2 separate regions of the Lactuca sativa genome follow, and region 2 is linked to region 1. The links are chromatin contacts, called in public Hi-C maps. All regions are on one chromosome and are shown on one strand. The core of a region is the stretch at or near the end of the contact, and the rest is flanking DNA. Distances in the headings are between cores, read along the strand shown. Region 1 holds the start of LOC111877393 (zinc finger A20 and AN1 domain-containing stress-associated protein 5). Region 2 holds the start of LOC122194540.

Region 1 (7,491 bases), core at 2,118-4,617:
GACATTACAATCCGAGCATCAAAAGGTAATTTGAAGTGTCTAAATCTCCACAATCAATTACCTAACTTTAAGCATAAAAACACACCCCAAAAATCTTCATTATGTCCAAATCATTCATGAAACAGGAAAAAACCCATATCACTTTAGAATTTACAATTCAAACCAATTCATAAACTTCTTTTTCTCAAGGTCACATCGTTCTTCAAATTTGCCTAATATGAAAAATTCACAACTTTCGAATTCTCATATTCAAATCTCTCCCCCTTTTTATACTTGAAATATGATTATAAAACCGAAAAGTAAATGAGAAAACGCTCAATTTGGAATTTTCCATACAAAACTCCCCCTTGACACACGGCATAAACGTTTTGCACAAATCCAAGAAAATCCAAAAAATATAACAAAATTTTCGAATTTTTTACTTCCCGGACCGCCTTTGACTCGAAAATGGAGAAACTCGTTCGTATTGCTAAAAAATACTTGCAAAAATAATCATTTTTCAAAAAACAAGTCATAAGGTAGGAATAGTCTCTCTTTTCCCCTACTGTTAGCTTACATCAACATGCAATATTACCGTAACTTAAGCATAGAAGAACAATACAACTTACATCAACATGCAATACCAAGGGGTTAACATCAATATAGCTCCTGACGCTTTGTTTATGTCGATAGGTCGCATATAAGAGCATGTCAGTTTTCAGATAACATAAGATCGAAGAAGTGACGTATCATCAATATAAAAATAGAATGTGATTCTATAACTAGTAGTATTTGTAAGATATTAATTTTATTTGATGTTATTGTTAAGTATTTCTAGTTTTTTATATATATATATATATATATATATATATATATATATATATATATATATATATATATATATATATATATATATATATATATATATATATATATATATGCTTAAACATAATGAATGGTTATTGAAATATTGACAAATATTACGATAAATTAGTTTATTTCCAAAATAAAGATTTTTAAAAATAATTAATTATCAGAATATATTGAAGTTAATAATATTTTATTCTATATAATTATTGAAAATGTGATAAGACAATAACAAAAAAATATATTCATTAAATGGATGACCAAAGACACGCGTTAGGCAACTAGGAGTAATAATACAGTGTAAAACGGTAAGATAAGGTGTTATCACGGTGGTGCGATGAATATCACATTGTTTGATGTGTGGTGGTGTGTTGACCTTCTCTACGTAAAGACCATTTCATTGCATTCGTTCTCTTTTCTTTTCTTTTTCTATATGTTTCTTGATCTTGTATAGTTAACACCCATTGTTGTATATTTTCTTTTCTTTTTTTCTATATGTTTCTTGATCTTGTATAGTTAACACCCATTGTTGTATGTTTTTAGAGGCTATTTTCTATCTGAGAGGGTGAAAGGAAAATAATATGGTGATGACGTGGCAAAAAAAATGTTGTAAGAGAATATATATATGTTCAACACTTCGTAACTAACTTAGTTAATTTTGATTTTTTTTAAGTTGTCGTGTTTGATAACTAAAAAATAACTGATAACTTAATTTTTTTTAAAAAAAACTTTTTAGAATAACATTTTAACTAACATTTCAACTAGCATATTGTATTCTTTTTTATATTGTCTTGAATATATCTTGTAATAATAATAATAATAATAATAACATATTTTTTATATCATTTTATATAGGATGATGCTAATAAGACATCTTCCTTATACACCCCATTGACTATTTTATAAAAAATAAACCTATAATTAACTACTTATAATCAATTTTTTAAGAAAAAAAATGAAATTTCAACCAATATAACCATTAAAGTGTTCCATGTCAGATAATAACTGGTAGACCACCCTAATCATTTATAAATAAAATGCTATTATAATGTTACCAGTCAAAACTTCTTAACACTTCTTGTACAGCATATTTTAGAGTATAATTATTTCTTAAGAGAATAATCTTTTTGCAATATAAAAGTAAATCGTATCACAATAAACATTTAAAACCATATGGTTTCATGATGTTAACACCAATTTGATTGAAATTTTGAATTTTTTAAAGGCGACATTTTGCTAGAAATGCTTTTACGTTATGAAAGTATTAAAATGTGTCTCCTTGTTTTTCTTTTTCTTTTTTATAAAAAAAGGACAAGTTAAGACTTAAAATTACCGGTCCAACCGGTGCCCCACAAAAAAAGATGGACCCGATAATGACTCAAAACCGGGACAGCTTAAAAGCCTGTGTGCGTAGGTCCGATTCCGTCGCTATGCTTTAGGTGTCTTTTGTGGTCTTGATGAAGAACATGGTTTCATAATATGGATTATAGAACAATAGATTAAACAGATCAAGAAAATCAAGAAAATTGAAGAAGATCTTCCTTTCATTAATTATATTACACTAATTGATTTTGAGCACCGGATGATCAATCATACAACAATACTAATGAAACCTAATAATTGAATCTCTACCAAATAAAGCAGAACAATTCCAACGGGAGAATTTCAGATGATACTCGATCAATCAATCTATCTCATCTCCAAGCAGATGATTGAATTCAATAATTAATTTCCACAAGAGATGATAGAAACAAGAGATCGAGCGTTGATCTCGTAAGTTTATAAAAGTTTTTCGATCAAAGAAATCAAATTTGGCAAACATATGTAAAAATTTGTGGAAAATAATTTAATTTAAATTCTAACAATTTTTGCCGCTTTGACCACCGGATTGTCCCTCGCGATCGCCTCCCGACCGGCGGTCTTATAATCATAGGTGCAGTCATGACGGTCGGAGTAGCGGTGCTCCGCGCAGAATAGATCGCCACACCGGCACCGGAATCCGGTCAAACCTACCCTCTTCCGGCAACCGGAGCACCGATTTACAACCTTAGCCGTCGTTTTCTCCTTTGGTTGTTCATCAACCATCAAAACCGTCCGATCTACAACCAGATCAACCGATACATCGCGAGACGTTGACCTCGTCGGAGACCTCAAGGAGCCAGATCTACCACGAGTACTTCGTTGCGTTGACGTGGTTGAACTGGAGGTTGTGGTGGCGTTAAAGCACTTTTGACACATATTGTTTGTCGCCGGATTTCCAACGACGCCGCAGTTATTGATGCAGAGAGTCAAGGTTTCAGGTACAGCCTTGAATTCCGTCTCTTCTTTCTCAGTCCTCTGAGCCATCTTCAAACAGAAACCTTTAAAACAATCACAAATTTGGACAACGAAAACAATTCAATCACCCTGAGAAGCGATCGGCGTTGGAGAGATGAAAATTTTCAGTTGTCGTTGATTAATCGAAATGGAAATTTTGGGTTGGCGAGAGAAATGGAGGGGAGGGGGGAGGTTTATTAAGGGAAGGGGGAAAAGGGCTAATGGTTATCGCAAGGGACGCGTTATCATCATGCAAATTGTGACGTCAAATTACCATTTTACCCTCCAGGCATTTCATAAACGGTGGGGTCAGGGTCAAGCGCAGTAGGATTACTACGTCTGACGTGTTTATTACTCCATCAGGGCCCAATTTCGCCCGTGACAAAAAGCTTTGAAATTTTTTAAAATAAAAACTTGTAAGCAAATGTCTTTTTAATGTTTCAAACAAGTAAATTATAATATATGTTTTTATAACGTTATGCATTAAAAACTTAAAATAACCTCTAAGTTTAATCAAGAGCTTTATTTTGAAGAAGTTTTTTAATGCTTTTATCGTTGGAGTGAAAAAGTCTTTTATTTTTCTGAAGAAAAGCCTGTAAGAACCCGTCCTAATGGAAAATGTTCCATCCTTAGTGATTATTTTACCATTAAATGTCAAACCTGATCATTTGTTCATTAATCATTAGAGTTGATTAATTAAAATGAGAAATTAAATACCATTTTGTATTTGTATAAAATAATAACATGTGAAATTTATTAATTGTTTTTTTTCTTTTTAATTTTTAAACTTTATTTTGATAATTGTCTTAATATGGTGAGTATATATGAATAAAAACAAAAGTTAAGAGGATATATTTAACTTCACAGACAAAAACAATAATATGTCTTTGAACCGGATTCACAACTATTTTGTCGCCTATGATAGCGATGCGACCATGAGCTTGGTCACGGTGCATTGACTCATTGACCATTGACTTTAACAGTTAACCGTTGACTTTTAATCAATTTGAGTTTAGGTCAAACTTTGGTGGATTAAAGTTTTTTGGCTAAGGGTTGACCTTCGATTAGTATTGGTCATTTATTTACACCTAATGATGCTTTTGGTGATTGGTGTAGTTGTAACACCTGTTTCTCAGATACTTTTCATTCATAGCTCAAATATACATTTTTTCTTGAAAAAACGGTCCTTACGAATGAATTACATGGGGCGTAAGTCATTAAATGGATGCGGGGACTTTATGCTCTACACAGGGCGTACAATCCCTATGTCGGGCGTAATTACTCAGAACCCAAACCCTGGTTTTTTAGAGTCAAGACCATATTTAAAGACCTTAAGTCCCTTAAGGCCTCCCTTATCATCAGCCTCCATTCTCCCACGTTGTCATTTCAAAATCCTAATCCCTTGTGAGCTTGTTTGAGACCTTTTGTGTGTTCTTGGTACATATTGAAGAAAGAGAAGTATATCATTGTGGATTGGTGTGGCTCAAGCTTGAAGATCCAGAGCTTTCATCTCTTTTGCAAACTTCAGGAGGTATAAAGCTCCCACCTTTATGGTTCTATGGTTTAGATCTAGGTTAGATTCTTGGTTTCCAAGCTTTTGGTCCCCTAGTTTTGGTTTTTGTGAGTAAAAGCTACTCCAGAGCTTAAGATTGTCATCTTATGTTGTTTTTGAGGATCATATGTCATAAAAATGAAATCTTTGTTGCTATATTTCACCCATGCAAGGGTTTGAGGTCACTAAAGGGTGGTATGGACTAGGGTTTGGTTTTGGGCTCTATTAAGCCATGCAAAGGCATAAAGTTGGGAACTTTATCCTTTTAGACGTCCATTAGGTTCAGATCTAAGTGTTGAACGTTTGGTCTTAAGACATTAAGGGCTTAATGTGGGAGTTCGAAAACTACAATGTTACATAACGCGTAAACCTGGCTATGCAACGCATAGCCCGGTTTGGCCCATATTTCTAACTATCTACGCAAGGCATAAAGCAAGAGTATGCAAGACGTAGCCCCGGAAGAGGAATTTGCCATTTTTAGGGCTTTAGGCCATTTTTTGAAGGGACTTGCCTTTGAAGGGTAAAATGGTATTTTATCTTAGAGAGACAAAGTATGTAATGAACCCTTAAATTATGGATTATCACCCAAATTGTTAATTATGGTTATTTTGGATATGTTCAATATGAGGAGCTTTTATAGCAGCAGCTCGATTGTGAGATTTGTTTATCTTTAGATTGAGGTGAATTTTCTCATTGTACTTGTGGGTCGAAGGCACCATTGTCGACCCACTTAACTGTGTAGTATGTTATTTGTCTTTGTGATTCTTGCATGGAAGACCCTGGGGGTAGCTCATGGTATTTGTATAAAAGAATATGGGGGTAGCCCATGACAATTACATGAAAGACCATGGGGGTAGCTAATGGCATTTGTATGAAAGACCATGAGGGCCAGCTCATTGCAATTGCATGAAATACCATGGGGGAAGCCCATGGAACTTGGATTGTAAGACCCTGGGGGTAGTCCATAGCAATTGTATGTATGGTGTGTGGTATTTTGGGGAACCCGCTAAGCTTTGTGCTTACGGTTTTATGTTTATGTTTTAGGTACTTCCAGTTCCAAAGGGAAGAGCTCGACGTGATTGCATCGCATCAACTAGTGTTCCATATTTTATGATATGATTTGTACTTTGATAACTATTTTATACATTTTCACACTTCAATGGGTTTGGAATGAATAGATGATGGTTTTGATAGACTTAAAACAAAAACTTTTTACATGGAATATTTTGGAGTGTTACAAGTTTGTATCAGAGCCCTGATTTGAGGGATTCAGGCACTCTCTCGAGTGTGCATGAACTCAAACTACGGAATTGGTAAAAAAATTATAAAAGAAATGATTTTCTAAAAAAATTTATAGAAAGAAGAGGTATGATGCATGCAATCGACCGAGCTCAAGTAAGTATTTCCCAAAATACCCATACATGTTTTATGATTTATGTTGATTTGAGTATATGAGAACGGCATGCTAGTATGGATTCAGATATTGGATAGATTGACATGATTAGGTTATGCTTTGTTATGAATTACTCGATTCTCGAATGATAATTGCTTTATGCTTTAGGGAGTACCATTAATATAAACTAAATACTAAGCGTATACGTTAAGTTACATTTTACAGAGATTGGATAATTTTAGAAAGTTAGGGTTAACTTTATTTTGTAGCTCTTGTTTGAGTCCAACCGTTTTGTAGTTGAAGGATTATCTAGTGCCCGTAGTATGTAGCTGTATTCGGGAGGTAGTTAGAAAGTGTTAGGGGGAGTTTCTTTTGCAGCTAATGGCAGAGAGTGGTGTGGAGGGAACCCTAGGAAAGCCAAGGAGGTGTTAGCACATAGGGAATTTTTCTGTGCGATTAAAGTATTTGATAATAGGGAAGCAACTTGGAGGATTTAGGAAAACCCTTGGGGTGAGTACGGATAGGTCTGGAGGTAGTAATGGGCCCGTACTACTCAAAGCACAGGATCAATACTCAAACTAATGGAGGTCACGGAGCTACTAAGGAGCTTGTAGTGTGTGGAGTTCTCCGAGTGTTTTCTGATAGTTTGCATTGTTTATTTTCAGTATGGTGATGACATGAGGAAGAGCTTCTGGTTTAGATTCAGGCTCTAGTGTCAAACCTATTGATGTAGGTTTACGTGAGGTCATTACGTTTGATATTATGTGAGGTATCCTTGATGTGACCCATGTGATGTTCGGGTCGATCAAGGAATGTACTGTGCATTTGAAAGAGTTGTGATTTAAGAATTTTTAGGCAGATAGCCGCCGGACAGTTGGGTTCACTCACGCTCTCATTCAATAACTTTTGGGCTTACGGTGCATAGGAATTCTTTTGGGAAGAAGGGCCTCATTATCAGTAGGAGATTGGTTGCAGATATGGAAAGCGCCCAGAAGATGAGCCTCTTCCTTGAGGGGCTAAAGGTGAGGTATGCTGCTTGTTTGCTAAGATATCGACGATATGACGGGTGGGAGGAGGTCGACCATGCTTTGGGAGCACCGACTCTGGAGGCCATGACCTGGCCTGATTTTGTGACCAGATTCAGAGTGAAGTTTTCACCAGCTAATGAGGTGAAACCGTTAGTGAGAAAGTTTGAGGATCCCAAACAGGCTACGAAGACGGTGACTGAGATCACCGCTCAGTTCAGGGAGATGGCATTATTGATTCCGGAGTATGCTGCAGATGAGGAGATGAAGAAGACCCGGTATCACAATATGTTGAAGGATGAGATGAGAGAGTTCGTTAGTTTTTTGACATGCTGTACTTTAGAGGACATGATTGATAG
Region 2 (7,491 bases), core at 2,821-5,320, 220 kb before region 1:
GCTAGGGAATTCTTAACTGGTATTGGCTCCTTAAATACATGTGTTTTAAGTAAGTTGCAATGGCAGACGTGTGGTACATCAGGGTCATATTCAAGACATCCAACAATGTCCACTATTAGTTCATCAGAAAATATTTTCTCAAGGATTTGTGGACTAATGAGGATGATCCGTTTGATAATTTTGTATATTATGTGAAGGTCCTCATAGTTCTTCAAATCTTCACACACTCTAAACAAATCCATCAGCTTCTGGAAAAATTGTTGATCATGTAGAATGAGCTTTGTCACACATAACTGATCAATAACGCTACTACAGTCAACCAAAACCTTAATAATAGAAAGAAGCGTTGATAGCTTTATCTCAGACAACTCCCTCCATATGCCATTGGCCCCATGATATTTCTCGTCTTTAGAATTTTCTGAAGGATCATTTATCTCATGATGTCGCACTTCTTGTTGAATTTCAGCATCATGTACGATATCTATCGCCATATGATTTATCTTGGATGAAACAGTGAAATTGAACACTAGTCGAGTTGATGACGATCTGTGTGTGATTGGAGCGAGAACTCCATGTTTGAGTTTGAATTGAGGATCGAAGAAGGTGGTGCTTGCATGAGTGATGGTGAAGCAATTGTCGATTCTGATTAATTTGGGTATCGTTGCTTTAATCTTCAGTAGACTTGAGTTTTCTACACCCTTAACTGATTTAGTAATGACAAGGCTTGGGTTGCAATTGTTACCTTTTTCCGATCCATTTTCTGATCTGGTTTATGTGAGTCTAAGGTTGTGATTTTGGCCCAATTGTTCGTTCCGATTCCATTTTTGCGAAAACCTAAAAGCACTTCTTCTCGTCCATCATCTAACGGATTCGTTACCTCCGGACGCACGCTACTCCGATACTTCGATGGTGTCTTCACCTGGGAAACTGCACTAAACTGCCATTCTGCTGTAACCCTTAAAGAGCGAAATCGACGACGAATAAGGCCCTTCAACTCCTCCCAATCTTTTATGGGTCGCCCCGATGCTCCCATTCATAGAAAACTAAGGTGTTGCCCTCTAGAGACCTCATAGCAACTTCCATCATTTCTTCATCTTCATATGAATAGAATGACCTTTCCATGTTAAAAATCCACTCCTCTGTGTTAGTTCCATCAAACAAGAGCATCTCACATTTGTGAAATCTCCAGTTGATCCCTCCTCTGCATTCACCTCCGGTAGTATGGTCGCCGCCTCTGCCGCCGGAACCACCTCCGGTTCCATTTCTTGAACCTTTACTAGATCCCTTACCGAGAGGGTTTGTCCATTTCGTCGTCTCCACCAGCGAAAAATCAGGGTCGCTGTTGTGCTCTTCTCACACTGATTTCTTTCCATTTGGTTCTTCTGGGCAGCTCTTTTCTATTTCCATCAAAACCTCTTCGAACTTCTGGTCCATCTTCAGCTGGAGAGAGGCTATGGTGTAAGTGTTATGTTGGATCAGATGCCCTTGATTCTCCATTGGATCGTACAAATTCCCTAATTCTATCTCTAGCAACTCAATCCTCTTGAGTTGAGCTTCTCCAGCCTCCTTCCCTCCTTTATCTCCAGCCCTAATACCTAATGAATGCTCTGATACCATTTTTTATGAACTGGATTCTAAGAACTGATTCAATAACACATAAACAGTCAAAGACTCTAATATTGATTGAAAACACTCGATAATACCAAATGATTACAAGAATGAAGATAGTTTAGCTGATTCGAGATAGCTAATCTCCTAATAGGAATGAATTCCAATTTTCACACAAAAGATAGAAACCTCACTCCCTGCCCACTACCCCCTTCTTATAGTATCTGCCATAATAGCTAATTACTATAAAATGCCTAAAATGCCCCTAAAGCCTTGAACTAATAAAATTATCTTTAGTACGTTGATTTCCCATCTTACCCCTTTCTATAATGTTGTACGTGAGTGAATGCATAACAGCCTTCTATAATCTTGTTATTGTTTGACACAAACTGGACAATAATACCATTGACTATCACATATAGCTACTTTGCTTCGGTTCTCAATGGACTCACGAGACTTCCTGTTTCTTGATGGATAGCAACGAAGGAGAATAATACCATTGACTATCACATATAGTCTAGCCCACTTGATCTGCTTCAGTTTGCTTAAAAGAATTTATTCAAACAGCCCACCTAAGAATTAGAGCAGAATCCAGAAATACCGATAATGCCCTTGTTAGACCCATGCCAACTTTTTTTTTTTGTTCTTTTCATTTCATATCCTATGCTTTTGATTTCTTTTGAGTTTGAAATGTAAAAACATCATAAAAGACCGTACAGTCCCTTAACACCCCTTAATGAATCATGAATGCAAAAAGACTAAAATAAACCATTCTGAGGTCAGATCACGCTGGAATGAGTCTTGACGAGAGTTTGTACCTCTATTGCAGCTTTAATAGGAGTTAGACCAGCAAACCATAGGCTTTGACCTTCCCTTTCGTTCGTTTTGTGACAACTTTATCATAACCAACATGACTTTCTTCAACTATTACTGCACCCACCTTTAGTTGTGTCATGACAAAGAATAGACTATTTATCCATCGGTCCAAGCAAGAATCACAGTCTTCAAACCTTTGTGATAACATGGACCAAAAATACCCTTGCTTTTTTTTTTGTCCTTTTTTCATAATTGTTCACTGGTGTGGGTCCCATAGCTTTTCTCTCCCAAGAGAATTGGCTCTTCAAAGTTGTTCAGCTCAACGAGATTGACTCCATACCAGAGACTTCGCTCATCAATTTCTGTTTGATGAATATCTTCGTTCCCTACATCCTTCTCGACAATAAAGATAGAAGAAGATGAATCATCTAAGTATACTTTTAGATTTCATAGTTTTACAAAATTGAGAACAGTAAAGTAATGGAAAACAAGAACTTTTCTTGATCATGAGGAACCATCAGTCCATTTTTCCTTCTTTTGTTGAACAAAATCTATGGTAGGAAATAGAGGAGGGAGGATCTCAATCAGCGACAAACATTGTGAAATTTTCTCAACAAAATCAAATCATGAACCGAAAATATTTAGCCATCCCTTTAAAATAACGTTCATGCCATTGCGTCCTTCTCACTTCGTTTATTTTTCTTATGTTGGCCGGACAAAATACCCTTATGGAAGCATCTCTTTATTTTGAATTCTCAAAAGATACGACATATGACTCTATGAGATAAAAAAATTTCATCCATACTAAGCAGCTCATAATGAAAAATAAGAATAAGGTTCTTAAGAAAACAAAGGGCTCAGCGTGAATTATTAGAGATCATACTCTGAAGATGACACTGAAGCTATGGTTGTTGAACATTGGTGGTAACAATCACATGACTTTTGCAGAACAGGTTGTTGACTCTCAGACTTGTAGTGAAGTTACGAAATTGCCCCTGAACATATTCATCAATACCTGTAGTATAATGACCAAACTGCCCCTTGGCGTCGAACACACAAAGACTCTTGCTTTTCTGAAAAGACGCGGATAAGGATGAAGCTAGTGGAATTCTGTGAAGCCAGATGGAACTTTGTGGGAGACAGGTGAGATTCAACGAAAACCAATCAACGTGAATGATTAGCGATCATCAGTGTGAACTTTTGATCAGCTTGAATTGCAGTGTGAAAGACTAATGGATGAAAATAAAGAAGCTGAGTATTTGAGACAAACAGATGACAAAAAACTAAATTAAGATATTCTTAAGGATGTTGGAAGGAGACACTGAGTGTTAGGGCTGAGGATAACGGCCAGCGTGAATCTTATCAGTGAGTACGTACATCAGTGTGGGACAACAAGAACTTGAAGCCAGCGTGTACTTTAGTTGAGAAAATCAGCTGAATCCAAATAGAAAGCACCTCAGCGTGAAAGTCTCATCAACTTCAACCAAAATGCCCGTCAGCTTGATTTGTGATGCACAACATTCACAATTTTCTTTTGATAGCACCTCGTAATTTTACAATATACAAAAGACTTTAATGGCTCTTTACTTTCCTTATGATTCTGCACAATTTTTCAAATAGAATTTTCGGTATATAACCAAAAATGAAAATAAAGTTTCCTTGTAATAAATAAAAAACTTTTTGATACATGTTACATTCTGGTTGATTTGGCAACATGTTATTTTATTGTTATTTTCAATTAAGTTTTTTTCACATGACATTTTGTGGTTTCTTTATTTTATTAATTTCCACATAATATTCAAATATAATAATTGCAATAAATATAATAATAATAAATGCATATCATTTTCATTAATTGACTTCCTTTTAATTTAAAATATTCAAAATTAAAGTTTTTATTAGTTTTCTTTGTTTATTTATCTATATTATTAGTTTAATTTAAAAGAAAAACAATCAATTTAATTTTAATAATTCAATATTTTTCTATTTTTTTCTTATAAATTTAAACTTTTCAAATGTTTGGATTTTATATTTTTTCTATAAAATGAATCCATGTAATACATGAGTTTTACACCTAGTTGTAAAATAACCACAAGATCCGTGAGAGTGCTCTGCGGATCCATTAAACCCTCTGAGGAACAGGAACAACTCTGTGGATCTTTAGTTTTTTAATTTTTTTTTCGTTTTTTTTTTATTTTTGTTTTCGGTTATTATTATTAATTCTTTTAATACACTAACACCTTAAGTTATTATTATGTAGACCTGTCAAAATCTTGCACGACACGACAACCCGACACGAAGTTAGCCGGTTAGGGTCAGTTATTTCGACCCGTTTATGTACACGGGTTGACACGACACGACACGATAATTAAGCGGGTAGGGTAAGGGTCAAGACTTCAACTCGAAGATGACCCGTTTATATATATATATATATATATATATATATATATATATATATATATATATATATATATATATATATATATATATTTATAAATAGTTTCATTATTATACATTTTTAGTGGCCCAAATTCAAGAATTAAAAGTAAAATTCAAACTTTCAAAATGACTTAATTTTACTCATTCTCACTACTTATCTCATTTGCTTCCTAACTCTCAACTCTTTCCAATTTGTTTTCGAAACTTACCACTATCTCCGTTCCATATTTATTGTATAATTTTGACTGTTGAAGTCTTTATTCTTTAAATTTGACATTAAATATTTTTGTTTTTGATATATAACACTTAATGTAAAATATATGAATGGATTGTGTTTTAAATGTCTTTTCATTGTTATAAGTTTTATCAAGTAATTTACAACACAAATAAAACAATTTAAGGTCAAAGTAGTAAAATAAAAACTTGAAAAGTAAAAAATGGACAATAAATATGGGATAGAGGGAGTATAATTTTTTTTTTTCCGTTTCACCTCCCAACTCCAGCATTTCACTTTTTCATTTTTCCCCTCCATGTCTCTTACTTTTCAACATTTAGAATGTTTCAACCAGACACGACACAACATATTTATAAGGTTTAAACCTTAACCTGAAACACGACACGAAATCGAAACGAAAATAAACGGGTTGACATGACACGACACGATAATTAAACGGGTCGGGTTAGGGTCAAGCACTCTCAACCCGTTTAATGTCTTGACACGGCATGAACCTGAAACGACACGACACGTTTGCCAGGTCTATTATTATGTAAAAAAAATAACAAAAAATGTTAAAAATAATGAACTTATGTTTAATATCAGTCCACAAAACTGTTTAGGAATAAACGAAACTGTTATAAGTGGATCACTATACACTTCTGTGGATCAGTGTACACCAAGACTTTTGTTTTTAATTCATACCATTTTGTTGTGATGTCAATGGTGTTGTCGTAGTTTTCTGGGGCAGTTTGAGGGTCAGCATGGAAGGCGTAAGTTAAACGAGTCCAATGATTTTATATTACTTATTTCGCATAGTTGTTACAAAACATACTTTAAGCAGGTTACAAAACACACTTTAGAAGACATAAACATACAAACTTCATAATAAACATACTTTGAAATAAACTTCATTCATTCAAATTAACCACGAAAACTTTGATCTGTTTTCGTATTCCGACCATGGGTTTTCTGTTGCTTGTGTCCCTAGGTTTATTGTCGCTTGCGTCCATTGGTTATCTAGCTCTTGCTGCCATTGGTACTCGGTGCAACCCTGCCATTGGTTATGTGGATCTTCTTGCAGTTGGTATTCAGTCCCTTGCGTCCATTGGTTCTATGGCTCCTGTTGCCATTGATGTTCGGTCTGTTGTGTGCATTGGTTGTCTAGTTACTGCTGCCATTGATGTTCGGTCTGTTGTGTCCATTGGTTGTTTGACTGCTGCTGGCATTGATGCTCGGTCTGTTGTGCCCATTGGTTTTCTGGCTGTTGATGGCATTGATGTTCGATATGTTGTGTGCATTAGTTCTTTAGCTCATACTGCCATTGGTTTTCGGTTGTTTGTATCGGTTCCTCTACTGTCACTTTTGTTCCACTTCCTGACGCCCAAAAAGTTTTTTAGTGTTACTTTGGTTCTTTGGAAAGATTTCCTTACACGTCATTGCATTATGAGTTGTGTTATGACATCTACTACACCTTCTTATTTTTGGTTCCTCACCTTGAGATGGAATACGATTGGTGTTTTTTGGTCTACCGGCTTGACGTATTTCCATCACAGGAGGGTTAACAACCATAAGGTCATCCGGAACCTCCCAATCATTAAGTTCTAAAAGAGGGTATAAGACATGCTCGTACTTTCTTCGATATGTTTCAATTTTTTAAGCATCTATTGCCATATGCCCACAATGATCATTTTTCAAGTGCGTTAAAACCATTATCAGATGACCAGATGGCAAACTAGTTAGTTGCCAATATTTGCAAGAACAAGTCTTTTCCCTCAAATTCAGTATGCCGCCACTTTTGAAGTCATTCACTTGATATGTTGTATTGTCAACACTAGATATCGACCATCCTTGAATCCCTCTTTATTTTTTAACCATATCTTCAGCCCACTTTGTAAGTATTGTTGTACTTTTTCTGTTAAAACAAACATATATTATTATATATGACATTTATAATATAATTTAAAATTAAACATAATAATACATGTATCCATCCGCCGTTTGTAAAACCATTTCTGCATAAGTGCACGAAAGAACTCAAGAAGTGGTGATATAGGCAACTTCATTGATTTATTTAATATATCATTCATGGACTCCACACTATTTGAGGTCATATAATCATACCTTGTGGTAGGGCAATACATTATGGTCTATTTCTCACATGGAATTTGACTGAGATATGTCACTACATCATCTCTTATATTACGAAGTCTCCCCAATAGAATTCAAACTCAATGGTTTTGTAAGCTCTTACCAGCTTCCAAAACAAAATTATTGTTTTTTTGTTTTTTCCAAAGGTGTGGACTATGTTTCCTATTAGATGAAAACCACACAATCCATGTCGAGCATTTGGAAAAACATTTTGAATACTTATAGCAATTGCGGGTGCCCTATCTATGACCATTGTCAGACGT

What was found. Hi-C and Micro-C count contacts between places; a contact is called where the count stands out from the background.
Region 2: a contact with region 1 is called in a Hi-C map of seed, with 7 times the contacts expected there. The contact joins the promoter of LOC122194540 here to the promoter of LOC111877393 in region 1. A contact is called at or near these places in 3 of 4 Hi-C or Micro-C datasets (bud, leaf and seed).

Annotation. Positions count from the first base shown.
Region 1 is chr1:172,062,293-172,069,783 of Lsat_Salinas_v11, reverse strand. LOC111877393 (zinc finger A20 and AN1 domain-containing stress-associated protein 5) reads right to left here and starts at 3,367. Exons shown (of 1, transcript XM_023873924.3): 1 at 2,373-3,367. The coding sequence starts at 3,192. The coding sequence ends at 2,698.
Region 2 is chr1:172,278,074-172,285,564 of Lsat_Salinas_v11, reverse strand. It overlaps LOC122194540, which reads right to left and starts at 4,070. Exons shown (of 2, transcript XM_042895516.2): 1 at 3,308-4,070; 2 at 1-2,817. The coding sequence starts at 491.